3 separate regions of the Mus musculus genome follow, and all the other regions are linked to region 2. A link is a contact called in public HiChIP or PLAC-seq data. All regions are on one chromosome and are shown on one strand. Each heading gives the region's core, a stretch centred on a gene start, on an enhancer-like site or on the middle of the called end of the contact. The rest is flanking DNA. Distances are from core to core; before and after follow the strand shown.

What was found. HiChIP or PLAC-seq counts read pairs in DNA pulled down with a chosen protein or histone mark.
Region 1: a contact with region 2 is called in an HNF4G HiChIP or PLAC-seq map of pancreatic cancer cells. The contact joins the enhancer-like site here to the promoter of Ap5z1 in region 2. A contact is called at or near these places in 1 of 39 promoter capture datasets (embryonic stem cells), 1 of 15 datasets of contacts at CTCF or cohesin (embryonic stem cells), 4 of 484 Hi-C or Micro-C datasets (the G1E-ER4 cell line, the HPC-7 cell line, palatal mesenchyme and 1 more) and 5 of 115 datasets of contacts at active chromatin or transcription factors (embryonic stem cells, epiblast stem cells, pancreatic cancer cells and 1 more).
Region 3: an HNF4G HiChIP or PLAC-seq map of pancreatic cancer cells shows a contact between it and region 2. The contact joins the enhancer-like site here to the promoter of Ap5z1 in region 2. A contact is called at or near these places in 1 of 39 promoter capture datasets (pre-B cells), 2 of 484 Hi-C or Micro-C datasets (both in embryonic stem cells), 2 of 115 datasets of contacts at active chromatin or transcription factors (bone marrow-derived dendritic cells and pancreatic cancer cells) and 2 of 9 other capture datasets (liver and pancreatic islet).

Annotation. Positions count from the first base shown.
Region 1 is chr5:142,876,112-142,881,143 of GRCm38.p6, reverse strand. Fbxl18 (F-box and leucine-rich repeat protein 18) reads left to right here. Exons shown (of 5, transcript NM_001033312.3): 4 at 2,268-2,486. Among named protein-coding and RNA genes, the nearest start is that of Fbxl18, 17 kb to the left of the region's middle. Within about 2 kb of position 3,558, at least 59 of the 459 cell types and tissues checked have an H3K27ac peak or open chromatin away from gene starts, as enhancers often do. A contact at or near this core is called in epiblast stem cells and pancreatic cancer cells, where this site is marked.
Region 2 is chr5:142,462,643-142,467,061 of GRCm38.p6, reverse strand. It overlaps Ap5z1 (adaptor-related protein complex 5, zeta 1 subunit), which reads right to left and starts at 3,131. Exons shown (of 17, transcript NM_172725.2): 1 at 2,927-3,131; 2 at 670-804; 3 at 386-572. The coding sequence starts at 2,967.
Region 3 is chr5:142,917,280-142,922,261 of GRCm38.p6, reverse strand. No RefSeq gene overlaps it. Among named protein-coding and RNA genes, the nearest start is that of Actb, 13 kb to the right of the region's middle. Within about 2 kb of position 1,326, at least 191 of the 459 cell types and tissues checked have an H3K27ac peak or open chromatin away from gene starts, as enhancers often do. A contact at or near this core is called in bone marrow-derived dendritic cells, embryonic stem cells, liver and 2 more, where this site is marked.

The DNA of each region.
Region 1 (5,032 bases), core at 2,309-4,808, 410 kb before region 2:
TGAAAGGCAAATGTGTAGAGATCCTGGCTGAGCCTGAAGCTCAGTCAGTAGAGGCCTTCCATCCTCAGTACCATCTGTATAAACTGGGTGTGCTAGGATACCTGCGAAGCCAGCCCGGGGGGATGGGCAGAGGGAGGAGGGTCAGAAATTCAAGTTAATGCTTAGCTACGTAGTTTGGGCCCGGCTGGGCTGTGTGAGACTGTCTTGTTTCAAAAAAAGAAAGAGGAGAAAGGAAAGATGGATCAGAGAATGCTGCTGTTTGGCGGATGACCTCTGCTGGCTACTGCTGTCGCCTACTTCCTTTGGTTTTATAGATTCAAGGAACCCAGGGGAGCCTTTGAATCTTTTAGAGCCAAGATCTTTCTAGATCTTCTGCTCCCCCTGCACCGTCCCCCCATGTTTGTTTCCCGCCTGTCCATCAAACCTTGTGTTTTTGCAGTAGGCATGGTGGTGAACACCTCTGATCCCTGCTCTCAGGAGGTTGAACTGGAAGACTGGGTTCCAGGCCAGCCTGGGCTGTATATTGGTTTGTCCCGAGAGCCAGCATCCTTTGCAGAGGCAGGACCATGTGTGCATCACAGGAGCCCTGCAAGCCTGGAGATGAATTCGTCTTGTGGGTCTTCCCCAGAGCTTGATCACAGTTCATGTGGCATCTCTGCCCGGGCTCCAGCCTGCGCCTGTCTGCTGTGTAAGGTACTGCCTGTTCTGAACACACAGGCTGCCAGAACACAGCCAAATGGCCCCGTTCCTCTGGATTGCTGCCTTCTGAGGCAGGCGTGCCCAGAGATGCTGCAGTAGGTGGCAGGAGCTAGCTATAGGCTCAGGAGGCTTTGTGTGCTCTGGGCTTGCTTCCTGGGTTTATGGGGGCTTAAAGGACACCTTTATTTACCTGGGGATGGTGGTGGTGTTCTGGTGGCAGCCCTGGGAATCCCAGGCTCACCTACTACCACCTCCACCCCAGCCTACCATGAACCTGAGCTGGTACCAGCCTGGCTCCCTGTGGGGTGGAGGTGCCACAAGGACAGGTTGTTCTAGATGTGGGTTTGGAGTGCACCCCTATGGCGAGAGGATCACGTGTCAGGCAGAAAAGGGTGCCACCTTTCCCACACTGGAGGCGGAGTATTCCCCTGAGTCACCCTAGGCTGCCTGGGTGGAAGCAAGAGCCACTTGAGCCAGGCCTGGCACAGTCTCAGGGGTACCTTCTCCCTCATCCCCCCTGGCTCAGAGTACAGCATCAGAGGGGAGAGGTGCAGTCATCTCAGAGCAGCATGTCCTTGCTGGCTGGTAGTTTGAGCCAGCTGGGAAGACGTGGAGGTGGAACGTGGCCCAATCTGGGTGGGTCCCATTTCCTTGTTCTCTGCCTACCCTCAGATGTCAGATGGTACCCACATTAGATAGTTCCCCGGCAGTGCTGGGTGCTAACCAGCCTTGTTCACGGGGGAGAGGGTAAGGGCTCATTGGCCCCACAATTGGAGGGTGACTGGTTGACCTCTGTGACACATAACATCTTTTAGGGCAAAGTTCTGTAAGTGGCTATCTACTTAGAAAAAGGTTTGAAAGTATGTATAGGACACAGTGTGTAACTAAGCCCCAGGATACCTGGGCTTTAGTGCAAGTCCATACTGCCACCTAGTGGTGGAGGTGGCAGCTACTGCTGCCTGGCACTGGGCTTCCACCCCGTGCTGTTAGGAGCATTGGGATGGGCTGGCTGGTTATCTCTCTCTCTCTTCTCTCTCTCTCTCTCCTCTCTCTCTCTTTCTCTCTCTCTCCTCTCTCTCCTCTCTCTCTCTCTCTCTCTCTCTCTCTCTCTCTCTCTGCTGCTCATGACCCTGCATCCCTCTTACCTGCCACTTTCTCACCCTGCGAAGCTATGGCAGAAGGAAACTAAATTCAGGGCTGGCCAGGACACCGGAGCGAGACCCCATCTAAGATTTAAAATCCAAAGGGCTGGGCATACGGTTCTGTGGTGAAGTGCTTGCCTAGTGTATGTGTGGTCTAAGTTCAGTTCCCAGCGTTGAAAATAAAAGTCCAGGTGGCTGATCTATCTCTGCCATCAGATCGGCTCCCTAGGGCAGTTGCATGTAAGTCCCCTAAGGCCAGCAGGTGTGGCTGTGGCTGTATGAGAACTGGGGGGGGGGGGGGGGTTTGGGGGGAGGGCATACTGAAGATGGGATGTGATAGCCTTGAGCTGGCAGGTCTGTAGGCAGTGGCTAGCCTCACTCATCCCTGGAGTCAAGTCCCTAGAGCTCACACCCATCTCTCTGCAGGTTGGAGCAGCCCTACTTCAACGCCAACGCTCAGTTCTTCCAGGCACTGGGCCAGTGCTCGTCTCTGCAGCGCCTGTGCCTGGTATCTCGCAGCGGCACCCTGCAGCCAGATGCCGTGCTGGCCTTTATGGCCCGTTGCCTGCAGGTCGTCATGTGTCACATGTTCACCGGAGAATCCCTTACCACCTGCAAGAGCCTGCAGCAGTCGCTCCTCCGGAGGTGAGTGGCAAGGCCTGGCAGCTGACCGGGAGGTCTCAGACAGTACTGCTGTCCCCAGGACTCAGTGTCCTCAGCCCGTTACCGACTTTGAGGAGATGGAGCACCAGATTCTAGCAGCATGATCAGAGGGCCTGGCCTGCTGCAGGGGACTAGTTCCCATGGATAGTCTCTGGTCTCAGCCATGGAAGGCTGAGACAGAAAGAGCCCAGGAGTTAGGGCTAGCCTCAGGTACAGAGTTTATCCTGGAGTCTAGAAGCCAAAGTTTGAGTTTACTGTGTCTGATGTGGGCCCAAGAAAGACTTCTTGACCCTTCCTTCCTTCATCCTTGTAAAGGCTGGACTCCCGGCAATTCAGAAGCTGAGGCAGAACTGGGAATTTGGAATACTTGGTGAATTCAAGGCAAGCTTGGCCTATAAGCAAGGCCATTTCAACAAGCAAGTAAGGGGCTGGGAGTTTAGCGTAGTTGGTAGAGTGCTTGCCCAGCTGACACTAAGCCCTGGGTCAGTTCTTACAACATGGGGCTGGAGAGATGACTCAGAAGTCATCTTACTGCAGCTGGGACATGCCAACACGCCAGAGGCAGAGGCTAGCCTGGTCTACAGGTCAAGTTCCAAGACAGCCAAGATAGCCTCTCCTGGCCACTTTGGGCAACTGTGTAGATGTGAGGCATATAAGCTTATGTGAGCTCACATTACATGCACATACATACATACATACATACATACATACATAAACAGATCTCAGTCTCTGTAGTACCACAGATGTGTTAGCACATGCTTATGATCCTAGCACTTGCTGATGGAGGCAGGATTCAAGTCCTCTACTACATAACAAGTTTGAGGCTAGCCTGGGCTACATGAGACCCTGTCTTAAGACAGTGTAAGTAAAGAGAGAGTGGCTGGTCTGAAGAAACCCTCAGGGCAGACGCTGAGGCCTGACCCAGGCCAGCACAAAGCCTTCCTCTCTGCTATTGCTGGCAGCCTCGGGGCTGGGCAAGGCCCTAGAGACTGGCAGAGAGGCTGTTCTGTGGAGGCCTCTGCTGCCGCCTTGCCATCTGCAGGGTGGTGGCTCTGCTGTACACCCCTCCCCCACGGTGACAGCAGCCTTTCTGGGTCTTACAGTCTGCCCAGCTGTGCAGGGCGCTGAGCTGCAGGCGTCCAGCAGGTGGCAGTGTTGCTCTTGGCAGCCAGCCACCCGGTGCCCAGGGTGTCTGTGAAAAGTAACCGTACTGTCTGTCGTCTTTCCTGAAGCTTCTTTTGTTTGCTTAGCTTAAGAACTTTTTTTAGACAGGGTTTTTGTAGCTCAGGCTGCCCTTGAGCCCACTGTGATGCTGGACACGACCTTCCCCTCCGTATCCTCCCGCCTCCATCTCCTGAGTGCTGAAGTTATAGGTATAGAGCACTTTTGGAGTAGCCCAGGCTGGCCTTAAATTTGTGGCAATCCTCCTGCCTCAGCCACAATCCTCCTAGCACCTCACCCAGCAGGGTAGATGGAGCTCTCAGCCAGCAAGACTGGGGTCCCTTCCTCCCTGCACTGCACTGTCGGTTCCTGGCAGGATTATGCTTCGTGTCTGTCCCCGTGCCAGGCTGTACTCGTGCCTCAGGTCCCTGGGCAGTTGAGTTGCATCTTTCTCACCTTCCTTAACTGGCTCGGGGGCTTCATGTTGTGGGGTTGGATTTGGCTTCTCCCACCTCACAGGATGTATCTGTATTTAGGTTGCCTGTGTCTAATGCCTGCACAGTGTGGTGACTACATTTGTCCTTCAGGTTTTGTGTCCTGTGTCTGCCTGTCTGTCTGTCTCTCTCTTTTGAGTCTCAAGTAGCCCAGACTAGCCACTAACACGGAGAAGAATAATCAGAATAAACGTAACCTTCTGATGCCCGCTCGCTACTTCTCAGGTCTTGTCGTTACAGGCATACACTGCCACGTTAGATTTATGCCATGCTGGGGCCCGGAAGCGTCAGGCAAATAGTCTGCTGGCTGAGCCACGTCTCAGCCTTGGGGTTTCCTGCTTCTTGGTGCCATTCTGGGCATTGACATCTCAACCCTCCCCAGTACCAGGATGAGCTGCGTGTGTCCCCATGCCAGCTCCTTTTCTCTCCTGTTGCACCATGCAGCCCACTGGATGTGGGGCTGTGTTCTTCTGCAAGTCCTTCCCCTATTTGGGCTTCTTTGGCCTCATATGAGGTCTGAATTCAGCTCCTGGGGTCCAGACTCAGTGACAGAGGTTCCTGGTGGACCTTGGGGGTTAGTGGCCTCCCAGGCTGGTGAGCAGGGACTATCAGAGTTCCGCTTTACCCAGTGCCCACACATCTCTGCACCGCACCGGTCCAGTTTCCCATCTTCCCTAGAAACTTGTGCTGGTCTACCTGATGCATGGTTGCCTTGCCTGCTGCTGTCTGCCCACAGTGCTGTTGCGTCAGGGTCTGGGCCATGCACTTGGCTGTCTGATAAGCCCACCCTGGACTTCTCTCTCTCACCCCCACTTCAGACTCGGCAGGGAAGGATCCCTCATTCGTCCCTGCTTCCTTGGGCTCTCCCACTTG
Region 2 (4,419 bases), core at 1,882-4,381:
ACAAAGTGAGTTCCAGGATAGCCAGAGCTATACAGAGAAACCCTGTCTCGAAAAACCAAAAAAAAAAAAAAAAAAAAAAAAAATCTTTAGGTCAGATCAAGAGGGGCCGACTGGAGTGAGCAACCTTCATTCCCAGCAACCACATGATGGATCACAACCATCAGTACAGCTACAGTGCATTCATATACATTAAATTAATCAATAAATCAATCAATCTTTAGACCATCCAAAGGAATGGGCACCAAGCTGACTGGGTCGCTGTAGCACACAGATACATGGAGGGACGCAAACCAGCTTGCTGTATTCCTGAGACCTCCCAGAACCACCAGAAACAGACGCCACTCACCCACTACCCCACCAACCCCAATGGTGGCAATTGTCTTACCTGGGCCAAGAGCACAGAGGCCACAAGGCTAAGCTGCCGGGTGTTTGGGGTGTGATCACAGGACAGGGCCAGGTCGTTAAAAGGTGACATCTCTCTCAAGATAGCAGCACAGAGGACCTGGAGCTGCTCAGGGCTGGCAGGCAAGCAGAGAGTGGTCTGTAACAGGTCCACACACATCTTCTCCAGCCTGGAACGCAAGATCTATGTCAAGAACACTGGCATCTCAGGAAAGCTGGCTGGGACCTGTCTGGAGGATGCACAGGGGTCCAGGGCTGCTCACTCACCTACGGGGGTACTTGGTGGCTGAGACGATGAGGAAGAGTCTCTGCAGGGCATCCACGGTGGCTGGTCCTGGGGCTTCCTGCAGCAGCTTAGTGACCCGGGAGCAGAAACGCCGTAGCTCCTCATCCTGGATTTCCCTAAGGAAGGAAGGGGGACCACAGCGCTGACCCACGCCCCTAGTGGGGGACAGAGAAGGCAGGGAACAGTCACCCAGGCTCACAGTGCCTGCGGGTGATTTTATAGGACCTGGGGCACAGACAGGTTCCTCCCCTGGGACTGAGACGCAGCACCCCCAGTTTCCTAGTGGTACCCATTAATGGTGAGGCGTACAGCTTTGTTCTGTTGCTCCCGTGGCAAAAAGAAAACACTGTTTTTTAAGGCTTTGCTTTTTGAGACAGGGCCTCACTTTGTAGCCCAGGCTAGCCTGGAGCTTGCAGCAATCCTCCTGCCTCAGCTTCTCCGTGCCAGTAAAAGGTTTTATGAGTCTTTCAAAAGTCAGGGATATTTAGTCCAAGCTGCCTCTCCTCTTACCCTAGAGTCTTGCAATGTAGCCCAGGATGGCCTTGAACTTACTACATAGCCCAGACTCAAACTCTTGATCCCCTTTCCTTATCTTCCCAAGGTGTTTGCCTGGCTCCCCCCACCCCCAGGGCCTTACATAATAAGGAAGTACTCTCAACTTCAAAGGCAGCACTCACACGTGTTGAAAGCCGCTTCCCTGAGCCTTGGGAGAAGAGCAATGCAAAGCTTCCACACTGAAGAGCAAAGACTCCCGGCTGTAAGACTGTAAGAAAGCCTGAGATGTCGCTGGCCTAACACAAACACTCTAGGACTGAGCCGGGCTTCAGTGTGGAAATGTGTTTCCTTGCTTCTATTCCAAGCTTAAAAGGAAGGAAAAGAGGTGGAAGGGGTGCCTGCCTACATGCATGCTGGGTTCCTTCCCAGCACCACAAAATAAAGGGCCATGATGAAGGAATTGCCCAGCGTGGTGGTGGCGCACGCCTTTAATCCCAGCACTTGGGAGGCAGAGGCAGGTGGATCTCTGTGAGTCTGAGGCCAGCTTGGTCTACAGAGTGAGTTTCAGGGGCCACACAGTAAAACTCTGTCTCAGCCATCTCTAAATAAATAAATAAATGGATCAGTTGTCTGTGGGCGCTGAGGAAGAGAGCCCCCAACTTCCTAAATCATGGCTGACAGTCCCACTATGGTGTCCTGACAGGGCTGATGGTTTGCAAACTGCCCCCATTTTGAGCCTGTCTGTCAGGTACTTGAACTTGGTTCTGCACTGTCTCTGCAGGTACCACATGTCCCAGGCCGAGGAAGGTCTCCAGTAGCTTTCCTACCACCCTCGCCTGCTTTGTTTCCTGCATCCTCCACCCAGAGTCTTATTGAGGCACCTAGAGAACAGGCTGGGTGAGCAAAAGGAGATACAAATGGCCCAGGGTTGTACCCAACTGGGGCAGTGATAAACCACAGATGCTATGAGACAGGATAGCGTTATTTTTGTGTTGGCATGAAAAGGTTACTGCTTAAAAATGAAAAGTACCCACCCAGTACTGAAGGCAAAGGAGGGCTGTGGGCCCATGGGGAGACTGTGTGGCTGGGTCACCAACCATTTTCCTAATAGATCTTAAGAAAACTGTCTTTGTTTTTTAATTTATTACATTTATTTATGTACATGTTGGGGTGCTCGAGTGGAGATCCAAAGACAACTTGCTGGAGTTGATTTTCTTCTTCCTCCCCGAGCCCCGGGGGTCGAATCGAGAGAGTCAGGCTTGGTGGCAAGGTCATTTACCTATTAAGTCCCTCTGTCTTCGGAGTACTGTCTTGTTCGTAGACTCCAGACTTTTAACTCTTTCAGGCTCTGGGAGATCCCAGAGATCTTAACCATTCTAAACTTTCCCCACGAGTGGCCCAGCTCAGAGTCCAGATTTGTCCCTTTGCATTTTCAGTTTACCAAATGCATCAGGTCTGGGCTTCGGGTAGTCGTTTCCTTCGCTGAATCACGTACCACCAAGTCTTGGGCTGGCTATTTGGGAAAGAACCTAGACTCTCAGTGCAGGGTCAGCACTAGCATGGACCCAGACACGATGAGGAGGATCCCTTAGCTGAGTTGTGCGCCTCACATTCCACGCAGGTCGCCCTGAGCCCCGGACCCGGCGCCACACGGAGACCCGAACCGTGCAGCGGGACCACCGCCTCCCCGCTCCTCCCCGGCTTCGTCTCACGCCCCGTGGCCCCAGCCCCAGATCGGCAGACCTGGCCTGGTGCAGCAGACTTTCCGCGCCCGCCGAGAACATGCCGACACGGCTCCAAGCCCACCAGTGCCCGAAACGTTGCCGCGGACTTCCGGGATCGTGTCACATGACGTGTCATGTGACCGGACTGTGTCTGCCCTCTTTCGCCCCACCTCTTACCCCCGCCACCACCCTCCCGCGTCCTGGCTGGATCACGTGGGAGAATCTGGAGCGCTAGCTGACGGCTTCCGGTGCCACACCACGTGGGAGGGCCATCCCTCCCACTCCCCCGCGCAAAAGACAGACCAGCTTCCGGTCCTGCGGCAGGTGGGCGGGGCGGGGCGGAGGCCTTGGCCAAAATATTGCAGTACAGAAGCCAGTTCCCGCCTAGCTCCTGGGCTTCTCTCCACGTCAGTCAGCAGCCAGGGAGTCATGGAACCGTGGTCCTTGGAACCCAGAACTCCTGGCTCCGAAACAGTTTCCTTTGATCCCGGAACTGCCAGTGGTAGACTCTAGACCTGGAGAGACTAGGCAGGCACATAGTTTAGCAGTAGGGTGACTAGATTTACCCCAGTGAGAGGCTGGGGGCGCGACTTGGTGGCAGAGAAAGAACATCCTTAGCAAAAGCTGTATGGCAGACACGTTTTATAAATTCTGTCAGGCTCTTTGCTGCAGAAATACCCAATGTCTTGCTAGTCTTGGGTTTTAAGATGAGGCCCTGGCACTATTCACCTATTTGGGTTGGGAGATGGGTGCCTATTGCACACACAGAAAAAGGAAACTGGTAGTAGACTGAGGAGCTGTCACAGTGGGAAAGACACTTGGACCCGTGTCTTTCTGGCTCTTGCCAATCAATACCTAGTGCTCATGGCCTAGTAATAAGCAAGGCTTCAGGGAGAAACGGGCAGAAGTAGAAACGGCTCAGCTGGTAAAAGTGAACATGAGTACCTGAGTTCCATCCCTGGGTGGCCATATAAAAATAAAACCCACACTTGCAGTCCCAGCACTGAGGAAGTGGAGATCGGAGTATCCCTAAGGGTTGCTGGCCGGCCCTAGCTTACTTGGCAAGTCCCAGGCCAACGAGAGATTCTGTCTCAGAGAAGAGGTAGGGCAAGAAAGAAGACTCAGAACCTGAAAGTGATTGACACACAGGCCTGACAGGCTGAGTTTGGGTCCTCAGAAGCTACATAAAACCTGAGCCCAGTAGTGTAAGGATTTGTAATCCCAGCACACCTACAGGAGATGGAGGAGGCAGGAGACTCTCCTGAGGCTGGAGGATAAGCCGCCCTGGCTTATGAGATGGTAAAGAGAATCTGTCTCAGACAAGGTGTAAGTAGCCATGAGGGTGGGCACCTGAAGGCTGTCCTCTGATCTGCTCACGTCTCCTGTGGCCAGTGTACATATGCCTATGCCTCTGCATGTGAACACACACCCCACTTGAGGAACAGCAGCTGAGGTTGTCCTCTGCCTCCACACAAATACACACACAGGTGCAGTCACACCCAAAAACATGTA
Region 3 (4,982 bases), core at 77-2,576, 460 kb before region 2:
CTTCTGTTCTCTGTTCTGGGGCATGGTCCCCAGTTCCCACCAAGTTTTTTGAATTTTAGTTTTGAGACAGGGTCTCATGTAGCCCAGGCTAGCCTCAAACCCTCTATGGACTCAAAACTGACTTGAAACTTTTGCTCCTCCTGCCTCTACCTCCCCAAGGAAGTAACTCTAACCTTCCAGTTTGTGTTGCCACACCCGGTTTGGAGCTTACACACAGGGCAACTGGCTGTTGGGCACACATTCTGCCCTCTGTCACATTCCTCAGGCACTGGTCCACATGTTAATTTCTGCCCAACCCCAGGAGACTCTCACCTCTTGTTTTCATTTTTTTTCCCCAAGACCAGGTCTCTCTGTGTAGATCTAGCTGCCCTGGAACTCACTCTGTAGACCACACTGGCCCCGAACTCACAAAGATCTACCTGCCTTTGCCTCCCAAGTGCTGGGTTTAAAGGCATGTGTGCCTGGCTTGTTTTCAAATGTTTAATTTTGTGCATATGGGCGTTTTGCCTTCATGCATGTCTGTGCACTGCTTGCTTGCATGGTCAGTGCTTTGCAGAGGCCAGAGGAGGCTGCCTGATCCCCTGGAACTAGAGCTACAGAGGGTTTGTGAGCTGCCATGTTGGTGCTGGGACTCGAACCCGGGTCCTCCGGCTTGCCCTGCTGAGCCATCTCTCCAGCCCCACTTCACTCTTACCCCTCCAATATTCAGAAACCAGGCTGAGTGAAGGCATGGGATCCTCCACTTCCCTGTCAGAAAATGGAATCTCAATTTGAGGTCCAGCAGGTCCCCTTGGGGCCAAGAATATAATGTCCCTTTGGCCTTCCTTTCCCAAGCCGTGCCCCAGAATTATCAGTATCAAAAGGGGACGAACAGGCAGTGCTAAGAAGACTCGCCAATAAATACCTACAGTGGACCCAGCCCTCACTTGCCTGGGCTCTTTCTTAGGTGGATATGGACGGCCTGGGAGTTGGTCAACACAATAGCATGGAGCCCAGGTCACCTTAGGAGAACCTCACTTCCTAAAGTGTCTACTACATCAGGAACTAGCAGTTCCCCAACATGCCCTTCTGTCCACCCCTCCTCCAAAACCACTCCTTGGTGGACTCCAATTCAGACGATAAAACCCACCCCAAAGACTCTTGACCCTGGCAAGGCCCCCTCCCTGCCGCACAGTCAGGGCTGGCCCCTCCCGCATTCTGAGATATCAGACTTCATTGCTTTCCCTGGGGGCCTCTGGAGAGTGAGGCTGGAGTCTGAACTGTGAGTACTGTGGGTGAGTCACTAGCTGCTCACGGAGCTCAGGACTTCCTGTGACACACCCCTGCTCCCTGCTGCCAACATCCGCTATGTGGTGTAAGCACCAAGCTAGCTCAGGCCTTGCCTCCCCAGCCTGTGTGGTATCAGCCGTCCCCGTGTCAGACACACTCCCTGCCAAGATGGTGTCACACCCTCCTGGACTGGGACACCTCCCCAGACAGTTACCACACAACGTCCCTGCCCCCCACTTTTGATACAGGATTGAGTCAAGACAGCCCTTCCCCCCTTCTTCCTTATCTCTTCTTTTTCTTTCCTTTCCCTTCCGTCTTCCCTTCCTGCCTGCCTGCCTTCCTTCCTTCCTTCCTTCCTTCCTTCCTTCCTTCCTTCCTTCCTTCCTTCCTCTGTCTTTCCAAACCAAAACATAAAATAAATAAAAAAGACAAAAGTCACCGCCTGGCCAATGGGGAGGCCTACAGTTGGCAAGGCTGGGTGTGACCACCTTAGCAGCAGCTTCAGTTCTGAAGACACAGGAAGGGCAAAGGAGCTTATATTTGTTTGTTTTACATATACAATCATTTCTCCTATTAGTAGTTCTGCTTTTAACATATATAATACAATGCATATACATATATATGAGTGCAGTTTTATATCTTATATTTTTAAGTTGTATTTTTTTAAAGATTTTTATTTATTTTTATACATAAGTATACTGTATGTCTTCAGACATGCCAGAAGAGCGTGTCAGATCTTGTTATAGGTGGTTGTGAGCCACCATGTGGTTGCTGGGATTTGAACTCAGGACCTTCAGAAGAGCAGTTGGTGTTCTTACCCGCTGAGCTATCTTGCCAGCCCCTTAAGTTGTATTTTATGTGTGTGAGAGCTTTGCCTATGTGTATGTCTGTGCACCACCACTTATATGCCTGGTACTGGTGCCCACGGAAACTAGAAGAGGTAACTAGAGTTGCAGTTGTTAGTGAGCCGCTGAGAGGGTCCTGGGAACCTAACCTGTGTTTCTGCAAGAGCAGCCAAGGCTTTGTTTGTTTTTCAAGGCACGGTTTCCCCTCTGTAGCCCTGACTGTCCTGAAATGTGCTTTATAGATCAGGCTGGCCTCAAACTCAGAGATCCACCTGCCTCTGCCTCCTGAGATTAAAGGTGGGATTAAAGGTGTGTGCCACCTTTACACCCACACCCATCCCCCACACCCCTGGCTGTGGCCAGGGCTCTTAACCACCAAGCCATGGATGGCATGACAGGATCTCAGCTGGGCTTCCTATTCCTATTGCTGTGATGAGCATCATGGCCAAAATCAAGCTGGGGAGGAAAGGGCTTATTTGGCTTATGATTCTGCATCATAGTCTGTCACTGAAAGAAATCAGGACAGAAAGTCAAAGAGAGCAGGGACCTGGAGGCAATGGCTTGCGCCCCATGGCTTTCTCAGCCTGCTTTCTTTTTCTTTTTCTTTTCTACTATATGTAAGTACACTGTAGCTGTCTTCAGACACTCCCAAAGAGGGAGTCAGATCTCGTTATGGATGGTTGTGAGCCACCATGTGGTTGCTGGGATTTGAACTCGGGACCTTTGGAAGAGCAGTTGGGTGCTCTTACCCACTGAGCCATCTCACCAGCCCTCAGCCTGCTTTCTTATGGAACCCAGGACCACCAGCTCAGGGTGGCCCCACCCACCGTGGGCTGGGTCCACCTCATAAGTCACTAATTAAGAAACTGCTCCTTAGGCTCAACTCCAGCCTTCAGCCTACAGCCCAGTCTCCTGGGGGAGTTCATCAAGTGACGTTCCCTCCTCGATCCGCAAGCTTGTACCAGGCTAACAGAAAACTATTCAGCATAACAAGCAGCCCCCTTGTCTCTGGGTCTCTGTTAAGTCACACCCTTGTCTTCTTCTTGTTCATCCCCAAGATCACACATTAATATGACATCACAATGCACATTTTTTATTTTTTATTTTTATTTTTTTATTTTTGGTTTTTGGGTTTTGTTTTGTTTTGTTTTGTTTTGTTTTGTTTTGTTTTTCGAGACAGGGTTTCTCTGTATAGCCCTGGCTGTCCTGGAACTCACTTTGTAGACCAGGCTGGCCTTGAACTCAGAAATCCAACTGCCTCTGCCAGGCTGTGAAACATTTTAAACCCTTAAATGTTTACATTGTTTACCAGGTTAAAGGTTAAAACATTTACAACTTCACATGTCCCACAGTCTTACCAGTTAAAATGCTTTAAAACATCTTTCTCTGGCGGTGGTGCATGCTTTTACCCTGGCTTCACACTGTACCAGGGGCCAAAATCTTCACCTCCTGAGATCAGCCCAGGGATCCCAGAAGAGCCGGGCACCCAGGAGCATACCTCTTACCTCCGGCCACTATAAGGTTCCATTGAGCAGTCAGTCCACTGTGGATCCTGGCCTTTCCTCCTGTGCACCACGTCGGGCTTTGTGTCAAGAAAGATTCAGCTGTGTCACCCACTGATGTCACCTGGGTCTGGGTGTCCTTGGGAAGTGACTCCACTTGTGTGAGCCCACAAGGATCTGTGAGAATCTACTGGGGGTGATGGGGGCATGGTGAAAAGAGCCCAGGAGAGGCCATTGGTGAAAGAGCAGCTAAGCACTCTGGAGGCAGAGGCAGGCAAATCTCTTGAGTTGAGGCCAGTCTGCTCTAATGAGTGAGTCCCAGAAAAACCAGGGCAACAAAAGCAACCTGTCACAAAACACAACAAAACAAAAAACAACAAACAAACCAACAAAAAACAATCTAAAAAAAAAAAAAAAGGCCTCCGAAAAAAATTCAAAGTCCGGGTACTGAAGAGCGGTAAAGAGCACTTGTTGCTCTTCCAGAAGAACCAGGTTCAAATTCCAGCACTGACATGGTAGCTCACAACTGTCTGTAACTCCAAGATGTGACATCCTCACACAGAATGTACATGCAGGCAAAACACCAATGCATATAAGATGAAAGGGAAAAGAGGCCGGCGTAATGGCGCATCCCTTTAATCCCAGCACTCGGGAGGCAGAGGCAGGCGGATTTCTGAGTTTGAGGCCAGCCTGGTCTACAAAGTGAGTTCCAGGACAGCCAGGGCTACACAGAGAAACCCTGTCTCGAAAAACCAAAACAAACAAACAAACAAAACAAAACAAAAAACAAATAAACAAAAAAAGACGGGGGAAAAGAATTATAAGTCTGTAAAACACCAAAATTTCATTTAAAAGTTCCAGTGTAAATATAAGTCAAATGCTTCCTTACTTCAAGAGGAAAGAACCAGGGCACAGTCACAGTCAAAGCAAAGCAAAGCAAAACCAAATTCCAACATGGAAATAAACGTTCAACGTCTGGGATCCAGTCGTGATCTTCTGGGTGCCTCGTCTGCAGCACACACACAGCTTGTCTTCCGCGCCACGGCCACTGCTGTCCTTGGTGCTCATCTCATGGCGCTGGCATCTCCAAAATGCTGGGAGTCTCTTGCTGCAACTGGGCTGCTCTTTCACCAATGGCCTCTCCTGGGCTCTCTTCAGGGGCTGTGATGAAACACCATGCCCCCATCACCCCCAGTAGATTCTCACAGATCCTTGTGGGCTCACACAAGTGGAGTCACTTCCCAAAGACACCCAGACCCAGGTGACATCAGTGGGTGACACAGCTGAATCTTTCTTGACACAAAGCCCGACGTGGTGCACAGGAGGAAAGGCCAGGATCCACAGTGGACTGCTCAATGGAACCTTA